Regions from separate parts of the Mus musculus genome. Here region 2 is linked to region 1. A link is a contact called in public HiChIP or PLAC-seq data. All regions are on one chromosome and are shown on one strand. The core of a region is the stretch at or near the end of the contact, and the rest is flanking DNA. Distances in the headings are between cores, read along the strand shown. Region 1 overlaps Med14 (mediator complex subunit 14). Region 2 has its middle 79 kb from the start of AA414768.

The links. HiChIP or PLAC-seq counts read pairs in DNA pulled down with a chosen protein or histone mark.
Region 2: a contact with region 1 is called in an H3K27ac HiChIP or PLAC-seq map of bone marrow-derived dendritic cells, with 2.6 times the contacts expected there. The contact joins two enhancer-like sites. A contact is called at or near these places in 10 of 484 Hi-C or Micro-C datasets (the G1E-ER4 cell line, LSK cells, differentiating embryonic stem cells and 4 more), 8 of 115 datasets of contacts at active chromatin or transcription factors (bone marrow-derived dendritic cells, embryonic stem cells, microglia and 1 more) and 4 of 9 other capture datasets (adipose tissue, embryonic stem cells, liver and 1 more).

The regions. Positions count from the first base shown.
Region 1 is chrX:12,712,513-12,715,523 of GRCm38.p6, forward strand. It overlaps Med14 (mediator complex subunit 14), which reads right to left. Exons shown (of 31, transcript NM_001048208.1): 16 at 1,071-1,147. Among named protein-coding and RNA genes, the nearest start is that of Gm52422, 17 kb to the left of the region's middle. Within about 2 kb of position 1,534, at least 8 of the 459 cell types and tissues checked have an H3K27ac peak or open chromatin away from gene starts, as enhancers often do. A contact at or near this core is called in bone marrow-derived dendritic cells, where this site is marked.
Region 2 is chrX:12,856,648-12,859,658 of GRCm38.p6, forward strand. No RefSeq gene overlaps it. Among named protein-coding and RNA genes, the nearest start is that of AA414768, 79 kb to the right of the region's middle. Within about 2 kb of position 1,479, at least 178 of the 459 cell types and tissues checked have an H3K27ac peak or open chromatin away from gene starts, as enhancers often do. A contact at or near this core is called in bone marrow-derived dendritic cells, where this site is marked.

The DNA.
Region 1 (3,011 bases), core at 284-2,783:
TTTCACACTGTGGTGTCCTCTACTTCAAACCATCACCCATCTTTTGCCTAGGACAAAATTAATGAGTCCTTGCTGCCTCCGTCCCCTGTACCTCTGAAATCTATCTAATCACCAACCCTTGACTGGTTCATCTCCTAAGTCCTTACAGGAACATACCCTAGTCCAAACTAACGGCAATTTTACCATGAACCACTTCAACTGGTGTTGCTACTTCAATCTCACTCTCCTTTATTCTGCATATTGCCATAAGGTTCAATTTCCAGAAAAACTTTTCTAATGATGTCAGTTTGTACTTAAAATCATATTGGCTTCTTTTTGGGGTTGTTTTTGTGTCTTAAAATGGGCACTTCACTGTAATGTTAAAACTGGTCTAAATCCTCTGTCATCAGCCTCTTGAATAATTGTGAAGATATTGTGAGGAATGTGCTAGAATAGAGTGTCCAGCTTCAGATGGTTTCCTAGTACCAGTAGGATAAGGTCTACATTGCTTAATGACAAAAAAAAAAAAAAAAGACTCTACGGGCTCTAGGCATTCCTGCTTACACCTTTGTGCTCATCTCTATCACCTGCCTTTATCTGTTGCTCAACATTCAGATCCATCATGCTGAGCATTTTCTTACCTCCAACCCTTCATATTAGCAGTTACCTCTTCTGGTTAGGACCTCTACTCTAACCCCATCTCCCTTTCGTCTGGCTAATTCTCATCACTCTTTCAGTCTGCATATACAACTGGCACTTTCCTGGGAATTCCCACCTTGACTTTGAAGTAGCCTATATTTCCCTGCTATGCAAACCCAAGGCATCCTGGAGGGCTTTACAAAAATCAAACCTGAAACATTTACACTGACTAGATTATCTGGTTAACAAATGATGCCCTAAAATGCCAGATGGTGCTGGATTGCCACCAAATGAACAAAAAAGAACCTCCCCTGGACCTCCGTAATTCTACACAAAAATCTACGACATACACAGACTGTGAGCACTGCTTTACGCTGTTCCATAGGAGAGAAACTGTTCTCCACTGTGACTGCAACAAGTAGCGCCAAGTTAGACACAGAACACAAGCTTACTTTAATAAGCGAATTGCATGGTTGAAGCCATCACCTTCCACTTGCACTCCCTGATGTGGTATCTCGAGGTTAGACAACTGAAAAGAGAAAAAGCACAGGGGTATTAAACTGCTAAATTCACAAAAGAAATCAGCTTTTCTCTGCCTGTTATCTATCTTGATCCCATCTTTTCTAAGGGCAATCTTTGTCAAAGTGACAGTGTATCAGCATGAGCAGTCTTCCTGTTCTCAGATGCCCTTGGAAACTAGAGTAAAGCAAGTACAAGTCACAGGTGCTTCGGCGTTTCGCTTCAAAGAGAATATCCGCAATACGGAAATCTTCAAAATTCACAGTATGCTCCCATTTTTTGCTACAAGCTGTAAGTACTCCAGAATCAGTTCAAGTGGTTTCAAATGAAGGAACTAAAAACGAGAACTGATTATATTTGTGATTCTACTGTTTCGTCAAAATGAAACTGAAGTCAGGCAAAAGTAGGGACAGGCTGAAACTCATCTGGCAGAGTCCATCTTAGGAAGGCAGGCCAGAAGGTCCTCTGATGGAGGAAAGAAAGCCTTGCCCTCAGTAAACAATGACATGGCTTCTATGACTGGATTCTTACATACCCTGTCCCACAAATTATTTAAATATTTATCTAGCCTGACTTTGAGAGTCAGAAGAAGAAAGTTTAGAAAGCTAGCTGATGACCAAATAGACAATACAAGTTTACACTCAAAAGGAACTAAAGTCTAGAACAGCTCAAAAAATGACTTGCAACTTGCAATCAATAAAGAGAAAAACACTGCCAGTAAGATTACATGTAGTTATTCACAGCTCAGAATTCATTATTATAAGAAGAAAATGAGCTGGTATTTTAATATTATCCATCAATTTAAAGAGGAGATTGTAGTTAAGTTTTTAAGAGCTTGAATGAATTCAAGAAAGTATTGTATGAAGATCCGTGTGTGTATAGCATGTATGGATCACAGAGGAGAAAGACAAAAACATCTGAGTAGAGTATAAGAACCATGTGCACCTACAAAAACCATACGTGTCTTTCCATTTTCCCCAACGCACAGGGAGGTAGACAGGAATGCATTGCATGCCCCAAAATCATGTGCCTACTCTTCCCATCACCCAAACAGTAACTCAGGGACTTCTATAAGTAATTGAAATAACATCCAAGAGAGAAACAATGCGGATCAGGCCCCCTCACACAGAAATACATGTAAGGCAAAACACCAATACACTTAAAAAGTACTAATAATAATGAAGAAAAATGGGGCCGGAGAAATGGCTCAGCAGTTAAGAGCACTGACTACTCTTCCAGATTCCAGAGGTCCTGAGTTCAAATCCCAGCAACCACATGGTGGCTCACAACCATCTGTAATGGGATCTGATGCCCTCTCCTGGTGTGTATGAAGACAGCTACAGTGTACTCATATAAATCTTTTAAAAAATAATAAGGAAAAGTTGAAGGTTTCAGCAAGCATGATGGCATATGACTTGTAATCTTAGGATAGGAAAGGAGAAACAAAAACAAAAGGAATTTAAGTTTATCCTTAGCTACATAGCAAATTCAAGGCCAGCTAGGCTACATAAGCCCCTTTTTCAAAAAGCAAAATCCAAAAAACCAGTTGTTATTTCACTTTACATTCATATTTTAGAGATCATGGTAGATATAACAACACAATCTTTTTAATGACTTATTTTATATGCATTGTTATTTTGTCTGCATGCATGTCTATATGAGGAGGTCAGATCCCCTGGAGCTGAGTTACAACAGTGTTGAACTGTCATGTGGGTGCTGAACCTGGGTTCTCTGAAAGAACAACCAATGCTCTAGTAGGGAGCCATCTCTCCAACCCTACAACGCCATATTCTGTTGTTTGTTTTCGAGACAGGGTTTCTCTGTAGCTCTGGCTGTCCTGGAACTCACTTTGTAGACCAGGCTGGCCTCGAACT
Region 2 (3,011 bases), core at 229-2,728, 140 kb after region 1:
GAGGTGGTTGAACCTTTAGATCTGCCTCCTAGCAGTTGATTAGGGGCACTGTCTTTAGAAAGGATCAGGGTGATGGCCTGTCAGTTTGTTCTCTGCAGGCATGAATTGTCCTGAAAAAGCAAGGCCAGACCCCAAGTCATTTTCAGTTTACTGTTCCACTCTGTAATTTCTCCTTTTGTAGCAGCTGACCACATGTTGCCCTCTGCTGGGTTGTGATGGAGCCAGTGGGGGCCTTACAGTGGCTACTGCCATGCTCCCTGACTAGTTAGTCTATGTCCAGACCTATGAGCTAAATAAACCTTTTACAAACAACCAGCCTTAGGTATCTTGTTCTAGTAATCCAAAGTAGACTAATACATTTAAGATTGATAAAATAAATATATGTGTAACAAAACAATAAAAGTCCACATGGAAGTTATAATACTATTCAAAACTTATGGTTGTCTTGAGGGTACACAGAGGCTGCCTCTGACTATCTAAGCCATTCTCTATCTTGTATTTTATCATTATATTTTGTGAGTTTATATATATGTGATGTATGTGTCTGTGTATATCTGTCCATATGTGTGAGTGTACTCACACAGATACTACACTGCATGTACGGAGGTCCAAGAACAATCTTGGGTATCAATCCATATCTTCCACATTATGTGAGACAAAGTCTGCTGTTTGCCCCAGGCTATACCAGGCTAGCTGGCCTGAGATCTCCTGGGGATTCTCTGGTCTCTGCTTCCCATCTTGCTGTGGAGCTCTTGGATTAGACAGGGGTTACTGTGCCTGGCTGGGAGGGGGTCTGAACTCAAGTCTCTGTGCTCCGCAGTGCAGCCCTATTTCCCTTTCTTGTGTTTTTGTTATTGTTTGTTTGTTTGCTTTTTGATACAGAGCCTCTCCATGGAGTCCTGGCTGTCCTGGCCTCCTAAGTGCTGGTACCAAAGGTGTGCACCACCAAGCCTAGCACCCCCAGACCTGCTTTCTATCTTAAGCCAGATGTTTGCTGTATTGTTTTGTATCCCATGTGTGTGTATGTATGAGAGAAAGAGACAGAGACAGACAGAGACAGACAGACAGACCCAGTGATTGTATCCTGTGTGTGTATGTGTGTGTGTGTGTGTGTGTGCGCGCGCGCGCGCGCGAGAGAGAGAGAGAGAGAGAGAGAGAGAGAGAGAGAGAGAGAGAGAGAGAGAGAGATCCGGTGAAGGCTTGTTTCAAAATAAGAAAAAGGTTAGGTTTCAGTGGGCTGGAGTAAAACATTAAACCAGCAACCTGTACATTGAACAGTACCTCAGCTACTACCACTCCAGTTGCCAGTGTCCCACGGGCAGGGACTTTCCTCCTGATGGCGGCTAATATGATCAATGTTCCTGCTCTGCCCCCTGTCTCACTACTGGGCCACCCCGGCACTTTTCCCTTCCTCTTTCTATTAGTGCTGGGAAGTCCCCACCTCTGCTCAAAGCCTCCCGGGTGCCTCCCACTTTCTTTCTTCTCCTGCATGCAGAGGCAAGGAGGGAAGGGAGGGGGGAAGACTGCGTTGCTCCAAGATGGCACCTCAGCTAGAGATTGCCAGGAACCGACTCTTTACTGTCATCCCGTAGCAAACGCTCATTTCCTAAGGGTGACATGCGCTCAAGTGGCCTGCTTGAGAACAGAAGTCAGTGAGAGAACTGAAGAAAATCTGTTCTGAAACTAAGACAGATTTCCTAACAAACCTTTGGAAAGACACCCCGTGGTCCCTTTCAGTTCCCTATGAACGCCACACGGGAACCGGGTGGGAGTGCAAGCTAAACGCAAGGAATTCAAAGAGCCAAGGTTGCTGATGGCTGATGTCAGAGCAGGTACTTTAGAACTCCAGAATTTTCTGGGCGGAGAGCAGGGTGGGGGTGGGGTGGGGAGCTGTGTGACATTGCTCCCTAAGCTCTTTTCAGCCTTTTTTCTCCCAGCAGCCCATTTTAAATGAACAATAGAATTGCAAACCCTTCATTCACCACATGACGTGATCTCTGATTGCTTGAACAACACTGCTCTGTGCAATCATTTCCTACCCAGTAAGAATCATTTCTCTTCGCCTTAGTGATAATATCCTGTTGAAATATAATGCCTGCCAGTTCCAGACAGTGACTACATAATGTCTGGAGTCTTTTTTTTTTATTCCTTCTTCTATATTTAACCTTTGAATACAAGTGATAAGAGAAGTTCCCAGATGAAGAGAATCTTTGAGTCTATGCTGAAATCTGTAATTACTTAACATCCTCTGATAAAACAGTGAGTCGGTAAGTGTATAGTACATAGATGACCCTTGTTCTCTGCCTTCAGATACCAGCTGTGTGAGGAGAATGGATGCGGGTTTTCCCACAAAGCTGGTACAATGCATAACAACTGTCTTTGAACAAGCACATGTACACACTGTGTAATTTTAAAAAAAACAACCAAATACCTGGCAATTACTTATATTTATTTAATATGTGTTTGGGTGTTTTGCCTGCATGTATGCCCATGCACATGTGTGGCTGGTGCCTGTGGAGGACAGAAGAGGGCATTGGATCTCCTGGAACTAGAATTAAGCTGCCATGTAGGTGCTGGGCATTGAACCAGGTCAACTGTGATGTGTTAATAAAAAGATAAAGAGAGAAGAGATTATGTTCTTTGGATGTGTGGTGAGGTGTGGGGGAAGGGAATGTCTCAGCAGGCCCATGCTGAGGCATGCCTTCCCTTTGAGGGACCAGCCACAGAACAGTATAGAATAGAATAGAATAGAGTTTATTCAGGGCATGGGGAGGGGAGTTAAGAAGGTAGTAGAGGCAGAGAAAGGTAGAGAGAGGAGAGGAGAGGAGGAGAGGCAGGCCATGAGCACATGGTGGTGGTGGGGGTGGGGAAGGGTCGAGGAGACAGAGCAGGAGCAAGAAGGAAAGAGACCAAGAGAACAAGAGAGGGAGGAGGGGGCAAGCAGCCCTTTTAATAGTGGACCAGGCCTACATGGCTGTTGCCAGGTCACTGTGGGGAGGAGCATACCTGGC